Linked DNA regions of Mus musculus: regions 1, 2, 4 and 5 are each linked to region 3. Evidence: chromatin contacts called from public Hi-C and HiChIP or PLAC-seq data. All regions are on one chromosome and are shown on one strand. Each heading gives the region's core, a stretch centred on a gene start, on an enhancer-like site or on the middle of the called end of the contact. The rest is flanking DNA. Distances are from core to core; before and after follow the strand shown. Region 1 has its middle 18 kb from the start of Gm31295. Region 2 holds the start of 9130020K20Rik (a long non-coding RNA gene). Region 3 holds the start of Asap3 (ArfGAP with SH3 domain, ankyrin repeat and PH domain 3). Region 4 holds the start of Eloa (elongin A). Region 5 holds the start of Htr1d (5-hydroxytryptamine (serotonin) receptor 1D).

Evidence for each region. Hi-C and Micro-C count contacts between places; a contact is called where the count stands out from the background. HiChIP or PLAC-seq counts read pairs in DNA pulled down with a chosen protein or histone mark.
Region 1: a Hi-C map of nephron progenitors shows a contact between it and region 3, with 2.4 times the contacts expected there. The contact joins the enhancer-like site here to the promoter of Asap3 in region 3. A contact is called at or near these places in 10 of 39 promoter capture datasets (the 3T3-L1 cell line, the C10 cell line, the HPC-7 cell line and 6 more), 1 of 15 datasets of contacts at CTCF or cohesin (large pre-B cells), 15 of 484 Hi-C or Micro-C datasets (the HL-1 cell line, the N1E-115 cell line, the P5424 cell line and 3 more), 3 of 115 datasets of contacts at active chromatin or transcription factors (embryonic stem cells and neural tube) and 3 of 9 other capture datasets (adipose tissue, embryonic stem cells and liver).
Region 2: a contact with region 3 is called in an H3K4me3 HiChIP or PLAC-seq map of stem cell-derived neural progenitor cells, with 34 read pairs. The contact joins the promoter of 9130020K20Rik here to the promoter of Asap3 in region 3. A contact is called at or near these places in 13 of 39 promoter capture datasets (the 3T3-L1 cell line, the C10 cell line, the HPC-7 cell line and 8 more), 2 of 484 Hi-C or Micro-C datasets (embryonic stem cells and nephron progenitors), 4 of 115 datasets of contacts at active chromatin or transcription factors (craniofacial prominence, embryonic stem cells and stem cell-derived neural progenitor cells) and 4 of 9 other capture datasets (adipose tissue, embryonic stem cells, liver and 1 more).
Region 4: an HNF4G HiChIP or PLAC-seq map of pancreatic cancer cells shows a contact between it and region 3. The contact joins the promoter of Eloa here to the promoter of Asap3 in region 3. A contact is called at or near these places in 5 of 39 promoter capture datasets (the 3T3-L1 cell line, cranial neural crest, frontonasal cranial neural crest and 1 more), 1 of 484 Hi-C or Micro-C datasets (embryonic stem cells), 4 of 115 datasets of contacts at active chromatin or transcription factors (bone marrow-derived macrophages, embryonic limb bud, large pre-B cells and 1 more) and 3 of 9 other capture datasets (adipose tissue, liver and pancreatic islet).
Region 5: an H3K4me3 HiChIP or PLAC-seq map of embryonic stem cells shows a contact between it and region 3, with 2.7 times the contacts expected there. The contact joins the promoter of Htr1d here to the promoter of Asap3 in region 3. A contact is called at or near these places in 8 of 39 promoter capture datasets (the 3T3-L1 cell line, the C10 cell line, the HPC-7 cell line and 4 more), 4 of 115 datasets of contacts at active chromatin or transcription factors (embryonic stem cells, pancreatic cancer cells and stem cell-derived neural progenitor cells) and 1 of 9 other capture datasets (embryonic stem cells).

What each region holds. Positions count from the first base shown.
Region 1 is chr4:136,367,835-136,370,573 of GRCm38.p6, reverse strand. No RefSeq gene overlaps it. Among named protein-coding and RNA genes, the nearest start is that of Gm31295, 18 kb to the left of the region's middle. Within about 2 kb of position 1,448, at least 9 of the 459 cell types and tissues checked have an H3K27ac peak or open chromatin away from gene starts, as enhancers often do. A contact at or near this core is called in hippocampal neurons and nephron progenitors, where this site is marked.
Region 2 is chr4:136,346,012-136,348,711 of GRCm38.p6, reverse strand. It overlaps 9130020K20Rik (a long non-coding RNA gene), which reads right to left and starts at 1,420. Exons shown (of 2, transcript XR_881499.3): 1 at 1-1,420.
Region 3 is chr4:136,204,984-136,207,683 of GRCm38.p6, reverse strand. It overlaps Asap3 (ArfGAP with SH3 domain, ankyrin repeat and PH domain 3), which reads right to left and starts at 1,319. Exons shown (of 25, transcript NM_001008232.2): 1 at 1,037-1,319. The coding sequence starts at 1,165.
Region 4 is chr4:136,020,144-136,022,915 of GRCm38.p6, reverse strand. It overlaps Eloa (elongin A), which reads left to right and starts at 1,267. Exons shown (of 11, transcript NM_013736.4): 1 at 1,267-1,365. The coding sequence starts at 1,291.
Region 5 is chr4:136,423,350-136,426,049 of GRCm38.p6, reverse strand. It overlaps Htr1d (5-hydroxytryptamine (serotonin) receptor 1D), which reads right to left and starts at 1,438. Exons shown (of 2, transcript NM_001285484.1): 1 at 1,300-1,438.

The DNA.
Region 1 (2,739 bases), core at 199-2,698, 160 kb before region 3:
TGGTCTACAGAGTTCATTTTAGGTTAGCCAGGTCTACACAGAGAAACTCTGTTTCAAAAACAAACAAACAACAAAAACCCTGACTTTTAGCCAAGAAACTCAGCATTTCCAAAATAGATAGAACCCTGTAAATTGGTGTTTTTGTGCTAGGTTATAGTCAGGTCTGGTACATGACAGGCAAAGGATTCTACCACTCAGCCTCTCCAAGAAAGACAGGGGTTTGTTTTTTTCCTCCCTCCTTCCCTCCCTCCCCCTCCTCCCTCTCTCTTTTCTTCCTTTCTTTCTTTTTGAGACAGGGTCTCTTGTAGCCCAGACTGGCATTCAGCTTCCCCAAGTAATTAAGTTCCCCTTGAACTTCTGGTCCTCTTGCCTCTACCTCCCAAATTCTGGAATTACAGGTGTGTATCATCATGAACGATTTAGACAGGCTAGTGATTGAACCCAGGGCCTCATGCATGCTATACAGTTCATAATGTATTGGTGGAATATTTCAGGCTTAATGCTCATTCTGTCAGAGTTCAAAATGGTGAACATCAAGGGAGATGAGACTTCAGAGAAGTCTCTGAAATGTGAAGAGCACTATTTTCTGTGACACGAACAGGTGGTTCTTTGTTCTAGAAGCCTGTAACCCTTGTACGTAGCGCCTCCTTGTGGCTAAAATAGGCAACAGTCTAACTTGTCTTTCCTATCATATTTGTGTCTAGGGAACAGTATAACTTGTCTTTCCTATCATATTTTTGTCTCCTTTTTGGAGAATGTTATCTTTTAGCCTTTTTTATTTTTCCCCAGTGTTTCTAGTTGTCCAACAAATATTTGTAAGAAAAATCTATCATACTATAGAGTTAAGGTCTGGGAATCCAGAATTATGATACTGCTTTATGCCCCACCCCCAACACCATGGATTTGTATGAAGGGTGTGGGGGGAGGGTGTGGGGGTGTGGGTAGGTGGGTGCTAGGACATCTTCCATGCTAGGTAGGCACTCTACAACTAGGTTACATGTCTAGCCCCTAGTATTAGTTTGGAACACAGATTCTGACAGAAACTAACATTAATTATCCAAAAGGCCCAGAGACACACTGCCTTCCAATCAGTAGGCAATAGAGGATGGAAAAGGGCACTTTCCTATCCCATATTGTAGAAAGGTGTTTGTGTGTGTGTTAATTAGCTTAGCACACAGAGTATCCATGATGTATGTGTTCTGCGTTGACTCTCCTTTCTGTCAGCGGCTGAAGTGCAGGATCAATGCCAGCAGACCCAAACTCGCCTCAATATTTCAGGAAACACTGAGCCCCAGAGTCCAGACAATGACAGACTGTGACAGAGATGATACGGAAAGAGTCTCAACCATCACAAGAATCAAACATGTGGCTGGCTGCCTAAGCAGAGGTGCAGCGAGGGGCGGCAGGGGGTGGGGTGGGGGCGAGCTCTGGAATGACTGCTTTCATTTCCACCATAAAATAGCTGGTCCGTGACGAGCTGCTATGAGAAGCTTCTGCCTCCGATCACTGGCTCTCTCCGAGTAGAGGGCAATCTAAAGGCTCGATTCCTGCTCCCTGGCATTCCGTGGCAACAGACAATCTGAGTGCTACTATTCTAGTTCTGAATAATGTCTTCATGAAGCTAATTTAATTTGTTTTTTCTTTTTGTAGTAGTGGGGATCAAATGTAGTCTTCTGCGTGCTAGGCAAACATTGTACTCAGGCCCCTGCCCCACCGTCTCATAGTTAAGATGACTCAGTCAGCTTGGTCATTTAAAGGGAAATCTTCCTGTGCGGAACGATGCCTCTTAGAGGCTAGAGGACTCTCCAGTTTTCACAGCTCTAACGAAAGGTAAAGGGAGGACCAAGGCCTTAAGCCAGTGGTTCTCAACCCGTGGACCGTGACCTCTTTGGGGCAGAATAACCTTTTCATAGAGGTCACCTAAGACCACTGGAAGTCACAGACATTTACACTACAATTCATAACCATAGCAAAATGAGTTATGAAGTAGCCATAGAAATCAGTTTGTGGTTGGGGGTCACAGCATGAGGAACTGTATTCAGGGCAAGGGGAAGGTAGAGAACCACTATCTTAATTGAAGGCCCAGTTCTGGTGTCTGCTTGTAAGCTTATTACGTAGGTGACTCACAGAAATACTGCCCCTTTGAGCCTTGCCCTTTTAAAATTGTGGGGTTTTTTTGTTTTGTTTTTTTGTTTTTGTTTTTTTTTTTAGGGCAGGGTTTTTCTATGTAGCCTTGGCCATCTTGAAACTTGCTTTGTGAGTTGTGCCAATCTTAGATGTCATCTGCTTCCTCCTCTCTGTGCTGTTGTCCTCTGCCACACCTGTCTGTGACACCCAGTGGCCCAGATCACTGGGATGCTAGGCTAGTGCTACCTTTGAGCTGTGACCTTGACTGTTCCCTTGCTAACCCAGGGAGGGACGACTCAGCCGCAGCTGCTTCCAGCAGCAAAGCAACGCTTGTTTCAGAGGGAAAGCACAGAGCTTGCCTTAGAAGCTGACTGAAGGCAGACTGAGCTGGCAAAGGAAGCTGATCAAAACTACACACACAAGCTGGTTACTGTAAGTGTGTATAATCCCACAGGGTTTCAGCATGTTGGCTATTATGTAATAGGCTTGTTTCCTGATTCAACCTTCCTAGCCTTTATCTCATCTATAAAATGGAAAGACAAGAGTTGCAGTTTTCAAGGGATGATGCGAGCAATGGATCTCAGTGTGTGACTGTGTATGTAAAGATGCTGC
Region 2 (2,700 bases), core at 171-2,670, 140 kb before region 3:
CTCTGAGGGCTTCTATCCATGTCAGCGTGTGGAGTTAAGTGATAACTGTGACCGGAACAACTGCAAACATCTCATCAATCCCCAGCATCCCTTCCAAGGACTTTAGGAAATTGTCTTTATGTACTGTACGAGCTGGCTTCCAAGAACCTGGGGATAGCAGAGCCTTCATTTTAACATTTACAAAAAAATGGTCTCATTCGGACTTTTTTTTTTTTTCATTTAGAGAAGTCAAATAGAAATTGTTACAATGAATGAACATAACTACATTGCTCTCCACAGCATAAGAATGAGTTTCAGCAACAATTTTTACTCTTGCTTATATTTGAAGGATAGTCTCCCTGTATAGCCTCAGACTTTCCTCCTGCGGCTGCCTCCAGAACACTGCTCCAACAGGACTTTATGGGCTAACAGGAGGCACATCAAAACTAAACACACACAATGTAACCAAAATCTGAGTGGTTTTTCTTTTGTTTTTGTTGTTATTATTTGTTTTTTGAGACAGGGTTTCTCTGTATAGTCCTGGCTATCCTGGAACTCACTCTGTAGAAAAGGCTGGCCTTGAACTCAGAGATCTGCCTGCCTCTGCCTCCTCAGTGCTGAGATTAAGGAGTGTGCACCACCAGTGCCTGGCTTACTTCAACCATGATGTGCTGGAAAGACATTTAAGTTCTGACCAAACCAACTGAGGTATTCTAACAACAGCTAAATGAATAAATCCCATGATACTTATCAGGTTCAATAACAGGATTTGTTTGGTAACATTTTGATCAATATAAAGCACACTTCCTTTTAAGCCTGAAATTTTAAACACTGACTAAAAATAGCTTTTAAAGTATATTATTTTTTATTTAACCTATTTTAAAATCCAGGGAACCAAAAGCAAGACTTAAAGGATTCTTGGCTCGAGCATAAAATTAACCTCCCAAGAACACATGGCAGTGACCAAGGCCTCAGTGGAATATGAGACCTGAAATAACGCAGTCCCTTTCCGTTCAAGGAAATGCTTTCTTCTCTGCACAGCTGACAACTGCAGAATGACTTTCTCAGACGATGCTGCAGTTCTCACATGCACAGCTGTGAAGCTGAGTTTTAGGCTAATGAACTTCTATGTGATTTTTGAAGGATGCTGCTGCATAGTTTAAATAATTTTTATATAAACTGACTACCTTGCTCAAGCTGGCCTCGGCCATGAGTCTAACTGTACGATTTTATGAATTAACTTATTAGCATCATGGTGGGAAGCTAAACGCTATTCTTTGTGCACAGGAGTAAGTGCTACTAAACTATTTCCACAGACTTCTGCTCTGCTAACAACTAGACCCTAATGGTTCCCAGAAGCATGGTGGCACAAGCTTTTAGTCCCAGCACTTGAGAGGCAGCAGACATGGGAAGACTCTTAGTAAAAAAAAAAAAAAAAAAAAAAAAAAAAAAAAGTTAGGTCATTATCTAGGAGTCACAAATAACTGAAAGAAACAAGGTTTCTTGAAGAAAATACCTGTACCTGGTCCTAATTTTTCTAAAATTTCTAGAAAAGCAGTATCTTCAAAGATATAGACACAACTACCCTGGAAAATATTCATTAAACTAATTTCTTTAAACGAAGTAAATGAATTCAGGGTTGAGACAGCAGTAAAGATAGCCTAGAGACATCCCAGACTAAATGTGGCCCACATCTGATCTTGGAGCTAGGCAGGGTGGGGCCTGATCAGTATTTATACCGCACCCCGGCCTCTGCCCTACCCTGGCTATGACAGTCTCTCAGAGAGCGTTAGACACTGCTGCTTTGAGAACAGCCCTTCCTGTTTCACTGAGTGATCTTCTGACCTGGGGACAACGGAAAAAAACCAGAACAGTAAACTGAAAACCAGTGACCTAAGGGAAGGCCCATCACTCTCACCTCATAACTTAACTTTACCAGCAATCCTCATTCACAAGACAACTCGGAATGTATCTAGACACCTTCTTGCTACTTATTCAACTTGTTTTGATCATTTGACCCCGATGACCATCTCCTAAGCCTTTTTTTTTGGTATTAGTAGCACAGTTAAAGATGGCCGAGTAAGTGTACGACTTTCAGTAAATCTCCATTGTGAGCGGCAGAGCTTCCTTCCACCCTCCTCACTGGTGAGGATCTAAGTATGCCCTTGAGGAAAATAACAGAAGAGAACCGCCACATCAAGCCAACCTGCAAGAGAATGGGAGCTATATTAAACAGATACTAAACTTACACGAAGGCAGAGAACTCTTCCATGGAACTTCCTGTTCACTGGCAGTATTTTTCAACCACAGACCCAAACCCTCCAACACAGCTTGCATCAAATACCACCTCTCTTTGTGGTACCACGCTATTGCTCAAGGCAATAAAAAGCCTACTGCCACCATCACACGGGTGCTTCCATTTGCCCCTTCACAGTTTCTCTAGACCACTTCCAATGTTGTTAAATTTTCCTCTGAAAAACTTTATTGGAGCCTAAAATGCCAGAGTCAACATTTCTGCCTGATACTTCTGAGCCCAGGTCTTACAAAGGTACTCAAGTACCCCGGGGAGAGCCCCGCCCCGCAGGGATTCAGTAAGTAAACCACTTTGCTACTCCTTAACTGGCTTCTTTCAAATAGGTTAGGACTGAATTTGGGAAGAATTTTGAGTGTAAAAACCTAAATTACACAGCTGAAGACTCTGTTTTGTACAACTGAATTAAT
Region 3 (2,700 bases), core at 70-2,569:
ATGATGGATAAAATCCCTAAAGATGCTGAAGGGTCCTGAGGCGTGGTGGCTCTGAACCTATGCATCATTTGAAATCCGACAGTCTTTGTATAATTGTCTGCCTTCCTTACCAAAGAGGAAAAAGTCCAGACAGAGAGCCAGCCAGTCAGGGGAGAAGAGGAAGGGAGATTTCCTAAGACCTCAGCTCAGGGTATTTCTGGGTAGCTTTGTATCTGCCACACAGTAGGTACAACTTATAGAGAAGGCCAGACTGACCACTGAAGTCCAAAATGCCACCTCAACCCAGGGCATTCTCTAGAAGAGAGCTGGGTTCATATTATCCCCGTCTGGCCCCAGACTACAGGCTCTCTGCTCCAGTGTATTCCTAGGGGATGAAAACCTGCAGCGAATCCAGAGAAGAGGAATGAACTCCAGTGAGCTTGGGAATGGGGTGGGGCAGCCTACAAGGGCGAAAGAAAGAGCCTGGGACACTTTGCCTGAAAACACAAAGAGGAGAGGGGAGGGGAGAGGAGCCTATAAACTTGGCCCGCAGCAGCCAAGGTGAACCCCGGCTCCTGGCGCCTTCCCATTCACAATCATTCCACAAGGCAAGCCAAGTCTCAGAACCAGCAGCCAGGAGGAGGGGGCCTCCTCTCTCTCTCTTGCAGCCTGGGAGAGGTAAGTTCAGGACTGAGCCTGCTTCTCAGAAAGGGAGTGACCTGAGGGGCTGCATATTTGTGGGGTTCTAAAACGAAAACACAGAACTGTAAGCCGCTGAGCAAATACACATATAATGGGCAAGTCGCCCAAAGTATATGGGAGATGTGCCCCAACATGTGGAGTCTGTATCGAGGTGACCCCGAGATCCCATCTGGTCCTCTCTTCCCAGGCTCCACCTTGGGGACACAGATGTTTGAGATGAGCTCGGTTCCCACAGATCTAAGAGGGGCGGGTTTCTGGAGCGCAGCGAAGAGCCATCCTAGCTCCAAGCATTCCTGCAAAGGTCAAAGCCAGGCCCCAAGTTGACCTGAGGTCCCCTCCCGCCTCGGCCCCTCACCTCCTCCCGTGCCAGCGCCGCCCCGCGGCACCGGGGCATCTTGGCGGCGAAGGCAGCTGCTCCGGCTGGGGAACTGAGGTCCTCTGCGGTGACGGCCAGGAACTCCGCGACACTGAGCTGCTCGGGCATGGTGGGAACGAGGCGAAAACACCGGAGCTGCCTGGAACGCGGGGGACGCTGCACTTAACAGTGCTGGTATAGCTGCTCTGCGCAGGGCCTGTCTCACCACCCGCAGCGTCCTAGTCGAGGCCTCTTCACTCCCTGCTCCGCCCCGCCCCTAACTAACTCCGCCACGCCCCCGCCCGCCAGCCTTTCTCTCTCCGGCCACGCCCCCAGACCACTTGTCTACCTCCCTGGCCACGCCCCGACTCGCTGGTAACTCCCTGACCACGCCCCCATCCCCCTCACTCTCCGGCCACATCCAAGCCGCGCCCCTAACTCCCTGGTCACGCCCCAACCTCGCGTTGGCCCCACTCTGCCCTGCCTCCAAGACCTACAGATGGGGAGAGTTCTCCTGGGGCTCCGCTCTTGACTCCCAGCCCCCGTCCCCGATCCTCTTCCCTCCCTAGCCCCGCCTCCAAAGCCTACCACACACACACACACAGACACAGAGCCTGGCTCCTGGTTCTGGCTGGCTCCTGGTTCACTTGTTCTCTTCTCCTTAACTCTAGGTTCTTCAGAGCAGTCGTCTTCCTCTACCTCACCGGTGCTGAGATTAAAGGCAAGGCCTGTGCCACCGAGGCCATATAAGATCTTCGCCATCAGCCAGCTACGTGCCATTGAATCAATTGCCCCTCTGGTTTTTAAAAGGAATCATGTCATAACTCCGAATAAGTTTAAGTAAGAATGGGAGAGGTTCACTATTATCTCAGGTACACAGAATAGCTCGGGATTTTGTTGTTGTTGTTGTTGTTGTTGTTTTGCAGGTATTTTTGTTGTGGTTTGGTTTTGCCTGGTTTCTTAATTCCAGCCGTGAGCCAGGGGCCCTTCCCATTGCCTTGGACTCTTTCTGCTTCTTCTTGAAAGCCTTATTTTCTTCGTCCATCTCACAGGGCTCTTTCAGAGGCTTCCTCTTGACACCTTCATCGCCCAACCTGGCCCCTGGCGTCTGGTCCCCTTTCCCCAGACCAGATGCTAAGTGACCCTAACAGTTCCTTCAGACTCCAATGCTGAGTCTTCCAAATTTGCTTCTCCCTGTCTGCCTCCCTCGGTTTTTGTTTATTTGATTTGGGGTTTTGTTTTTCAAGGTTTAGCTCAAACATTTCAAACTTTACTACAAGGCTTATCCTGACCACCCTGTTTAAAACTAGTCACCTGCTGCTCCCCCCATCCCTCACTCCACATACCCCATTCATAATCATCTTTATTCTGCTGGGGTTTTATGAATGAATATTGGGCGCTCTTGGAGGCCAGAAAAGAGCATCAGATCCCCTGGAACTAGAGTTACAGATGATGGTGAGCCACCATGTAGGTGTTGGGAATTGAACCAGGGTCATCTGCAAGAACAAACATTCTTTAGCCACTAAGCCATCTATCTGTCCAGCCCCTTTTTAAAATTTTCAGTTTTAGAAATTTGCTGTGTGCATGAATGTGTGTGGGTGTGTGGGTGTGGGTGTGTGTTTGTGTGTGTACTCATGTGTGCACAACATGCAGGACACTGAACT
Region 4 (2,772 bases), core at 18-2,517, 180 kb after region 3:
GCCTGGTCTACAAAGTGAGTTCCAGGACAGCCAGGGATATACAGGTTTTTTGAGACAGGGTTTCTCTGTGTAACTCTGGTTGTCCTGGAACTCCCTCTGTAGACCAGGCTGGCCTTGAACTCAGAAATCCACCTGCCTCTGCCTCCCAAGTGCTGGGATTAAAGGCATGCATCACCACTGCCTGGCTCTTTTCTTTTCTTTTTTTCTTTTTTGGTTTTTCGAGACAGGGTTTCTCTGTATAGCCCTGGCTGTCCTGGAATTCACTTTGTAGACCAGGCTGGCCTTGAACTCAGAAATCCTCCTGCCTCTACCTCCCGAGTGCTGGGATTAAAGGCGTGCACCACCACGCCCAGCGGCTCTTTTCTGACAGAATCTCATGTAGTTCAGTTTGGTTTTTAATATATTATGACTTTTTATTCATTATGATTTAATTTATTTTTAAATGGAGCCAGGTGGTGGTGGCATACAACTTTAATCCTGGCCCTTAGGACGTAGAGGCAGGTGGATCTCTGTGAGTTTAAGGCTAGCTTCGTCTACAGAGTGAGTTCCAGGACCTCCAAGGCTACACATAGAAATCCTTTTTGAGAAAAGAAATAAAAAGAAAGAGAGAAAGAAAGAAAGGAAAGAAAGAAAGAAAAGAAAAGAATGTCACATGAACAGTCTAATAAAAGGGGCTGCTCTCTGATTTTGCAGACAAGGTGGTTAATAATGTGTTATTATTTTTATTTCTAGTGTTTCAAATTGCCTTGAAACCAGACAGCCTGGATTGCTTTCCCAAAATTACAATACCGTTAAGTTACTTTAAAATTACACGATTTCTTTTATTGCGAGGGTGTGTCACAGCTTGCAGGTGGAAGTCAGATAATTTACCTGAGTCAGTTCTTTCCTTCCACTCCAAGGGTCCCTGGAGCCGCGTCGGACCCTGATCACTGACTCCACCCACCCTTAGGCGAAAACGAGCGTATGACTGGAAAGGCGGTGCGTGAGAGTTAAAGCCAGAGTTTGGCTTGCAGAATACAGGCTTGGGGGCGTGGCTGGTTGCGTGGCTCTGGGTTGGGCGTGTCGGGGGCGTGACCTGTGCTGTATTCGACAGATCGCCGTGATATAGTGGGCGTGGTCTGGCGCGGGGGCGGGTCCTGAGGCCTTCCACACATACACACACCCCCAGCGGAGGCCCGGAAGGGACCATTCGCGCTTCCGTCTCCGCCGGGCCCTCACGGAGGGCGGAGTTGCGGCCCGAGGACGCGACGCGAGCCCAGTTCCGGCGAGGAGGCCGCGCCAGTGACAGCGATGGCGGCGGAGTCGGCGCTCCAAGTTGTGGAGAAGCTCCAGGCGCGCCTGGCTGCGAACCCGGACCCCAAGAAGGTGAGCGGCGGGCGGGCGGGCGGCGCGGGCGGGCGTTGGGCGCGGCGCGGGCCCTGTAACGGTCGCGGGCAGGGCGCAGTGGGGTTCTCCTCCGACCCGGAGCCAGGCCCCACGGAGCGGCGCGGGGCAGTGGGGAGTTCGCGGCCGGCGGGCGCACCCCGGCTGGGGGCTGAGGACTGGAGGGGCGGCCGGGCCTTGCGGCTCTCCCCGGGGTTCGGGCAGCCGCGCCAGCTGTTTCCCCGTTGCAGCCGAGCGACTCCGTCCGCTGCTTGGGGGTCCTGCGGCTCGAGGACCCCTGTGCTGTACCCTGCCCTTTAGCCGAGAAAACGGGGAACGCCTTGGGGTTTTTCGAGCTCTGCTCCTGGAGCTCGGGTCCTGGATGAGGGCGTGAGCGTGTTAACTCCGCTCTGACATACTGGAAGGTGGGACCAGGCTGTGATGAGCAACCATGTTTAATTGCACTTAACTACTTTGTTGCTCCTTTTTAGAAACTGTTACTTTTTAAATACATTGTATCCCCTCGCGGTCCCCCGGGTGTCTAGGCTTCTCTGAGCTCTACGAAGAGGGTATGGTGGGAATTAGAATCGTTTTCACTGTAGTCTCTAGCCGAAAACACCAAAGGGTGTGACATGGCTTGTCAGCATTCTAGCCTGGGCCTGAGGTTCCTAAAAGGTGAAGTGTCCAGCGAGCTGAGTGGAAGAGGAAGTGGTGGAGGGAGACAGCGAGCGGACTTACACATGCAATCTAGGTTCCTAGCCAGCACCAGCTCGGGACTTTGGAGGAGTTCTCTGCTCGACCTGTCCCTTCTCTAGTTTCTTCCTGAAATACCAGCTAGACCCAAGTGCTCTTTATAAGTGTTAATCACCATCAGAATTTCCAGTCAGGGACCCCATTCACTCTTCTTGTTCCTAGTTGGGTCACTACCTCTCAACCTCCGGGCCACTTTTTAACTACCCTCCTTTAGCTCAGAGATACACTTCTTCAGAAGCTGTTGTTATAAGTCAGCGAAAACGTAAATGTTTCAATTGTCTTGTGTTTTACTTTCTTTGGAGGCCTTGGGGACCTTTGGTCAGACATATTTACAAGTTCTTTTTACAATAACCCTTTGTGGGCATCTAATAAATGGTCATTATTTCCAAGTCCCAGATTGTCTTTCTGAACACTATAAGATTTGTGACTGACCTTAAAGTAACCACCCTCATTTTGTTGTTTCTGCCATCAGGTTAAAAAAAATAAAAATCCTCCATGTAATATAATATCTGTAGGGTTTTTTTCCCCCATTAGAATTTAAATTTTGGAATGGTCTATTTGTGCATGAAATGTCAAGTTAGAAAAAGGTTAAGTAAATTTTCTTAAACTCCTAATAATTATTTAAAAGGGTGTTTGGTGGTTTTTGTTGTTGTTGTG
Region 5 (2,700 bases), core at 189-2,688, 220 kb before region 3:
CACCATAAGGTGTTCTCAGCCTTCCTGATGCTGCCGCTCTTCAACACAGTTCTTCATGTGGTGGTGACCCTCAACCATAAAATCATTATTTTTTTGTTGCTACTTCATAATTGTAATTTTGCTACTTTTATAAATCATAATGTAAGTATCTGTGTTTTCTGAACTCTTAGGCAACCCGCACCCCCACCCCCGTGAAAAGGTCGGTCGAGTCTCAAAGGGGTTGAGACTCAGAGTTTGAGGACCACTGCCATAAAGCAATTCCCAAGATGAGATCTGAGGTTGCTACTACAAAGCCTGGCGAGGAAGGCCGAGTTCCTGTCTGAGGTCAGATGTAATACTAGGCAGTGATTCCATTTGATTTTGCAAAGCAAACCTGGAGTGTGGTCGTTGTCACTCTCGTTTCATATAGGAGGGAGCCAATGCTCAGAGGACTAAGCAGCTAAGCAAGTAGCCAGGGCTAGTTTGCTAATGTGGCCAGCCTGAGAGTATTAGGATCTTAATCTCTGATGGTCCCCAAACCCAGCGAGTGGGAGCAGGTGGGGGTGGGGGTGGGGGTGGGGGCCGGGCCGGGGGCGTTGAGTATTACATTCTACAAGTACTGAGACTTTGGGCAAGATTTTTGCCACCTTCTTCCCATCTGCAATAAAGCCAATCTCCCTGAGCTCTCTGCAGTTCTGATGTTGCTCGAAAAGCTAGGATTTGCAGAGAACTTTACCGCGTATAAAAAGGCATCCACGGTCTCTCACCCACTCCCACCAATCCGCAGTGAAGGGAAGCGTCCTCTCCATTTGAGAGATGTGCACACTGAGGCTCAGAGAGAAGCAGTGACCTGCCCAAGGTCACAAGCAAGTCAGGGCCCTTTCCAAACCCGAGCTCCAAACTGGACGCTCCTTCAAGTCCCCTCCCGTACTGGCGTCACCCCTGACCTGGCCGGTAGAGGGCTCCCCGATTCCCTAGGCCGTCACCGGGGCCACCTGGGGGTAGACGTTTCACCTCGGGCCGAGGTGGGGGGGCACTCTTGTCCAGTGGGATCTTCCCAGAGCGCGGGACACGGAGGACGCTCTCCCAGGGTCCCGCAGCCTCCCCTGGGGAATCCCTCCACCCACCCCACGATCCAGGGCTTTGGACAACCATCCGGGATGCTCCCTTCGGGCCCCGATGGTCCTTTGGGACCGTCTTTCCGTGCGCTCCTGTCCCGTCCGAGAGGCGCACAGAGGCGGGACGCCAGGTGACCCATCAGGACCCGCCCGGCTAGGCTCAGCCCCGCGAGGCTGCGACGCCCCAAGCTCCCGCGCTTACCAGCTCCCTGCCGGGAGGTACGGAACAACGCCGTGGGCGCCTCGCACCCCTGAGGGCTGCAGCCCGGCCTCCTCCACGACCCCCGCTGAGCTCCGGGCGCCGCCGCCCTCCGCGCCTGCAGCTCGGGCTCCGGGCTCCTGCCCGCGCCCGCCGCTGCTCCGTGCTCTGCTCCCCGGCTCCTCCCCCGCTGGGCTCGCTCCCCACTCGGCCTCCCGCCCACAGCAGGGGAGGCCCGCCCGGAGCCCCTGCCCCAACCCCACGGTAGGAGGACGCAGGGGATGCGGGTGGAGGAGGCCCACCTGTAGGAAGGAATGGACTGTCCGGGGAAAGTGGACCGTGCCTAGACTCCATCCGCGGGTTCCTCACAAGCTGAGTCTCCCGCCCCCTACCTTTAATTTAGCAAGTATTTATCGATCTGCTTTATATCTGCACCGGCTATGCACTGGGCTTAAAACCATTGTGCAACCCCCGCCCCTTGGGGCTCACGTTCTACTGGGGCGGATACGATGTACTTAATGAGATGACAGATGTTTCAGGAGGAAAATAAAGCAAGAAAGGAGGTGGGGAGTGGACAGGGTGGTCGGAGGCGGTGGGAGGGCGGGGGAGGGGAGAAAGTCTCACCGGGAAAGCAGCCTCTCAGGACAGACCGGAGGTAGGAAGCGTCCCGGCCACACACCAGAGGTGGAATGAGTACAGTTTCCTGCTGGGCAAGCAGAGTGATCCCAAAGTTGGGGCAGCAGATATGACCGCCAGCTCCCTTATTCAGCGTTTAGTAGGGGCTGCGGATGTAGAGAGCCAGAAAAAGAAAGAGAGAGAGAGAGAGAGAGAGAGAGAGAGAGAGAGAGAGAGAGAGAGAGAGAGAGAGAGAGCTGAGTTCAAAGACAGGGAGGGCAAAGACTCCTGCTTGACCAGGTTCCTTACAGCTCCGGTGGACCTGGCCTTCCGTGTCCTTGCCCACCCACTGTGTCTCCTTACTGTTTGTATATTCTCATGTCTTGTTATCACCAGCATCCACCAGTAGACTGGTTATGTGTTCTTGATGAATTGACCCTATTAGCATCATGAAGTGACCGCGACTCTTCATCCCTGGTAAAAGTTGTGTCTTTGAGTCTCCTTTGGGGGGGAGTGCATAGGGAGATCCGGAAACACCCACCAGCACCCACACAGCTGTTTGACATCTGGCACACCAGCACACTGAGAACTCAGCAGCTATTCCACGCCTTGCTTGCAGCGTCCTTCCGTGTCCTTCTATTTGCGCCAAACTCTCTGCCCACCTGGCCCTCCCCTTCCGCCCCCACCCCTTGCTCTCCTGGTCTGTCATTTGTGATTGGCTTGGAGCCTCCATCTCTCTCAGTCTCTCTTTTTTGGAAGGCTGTGATCAATGGTCATTAATAATGCAGA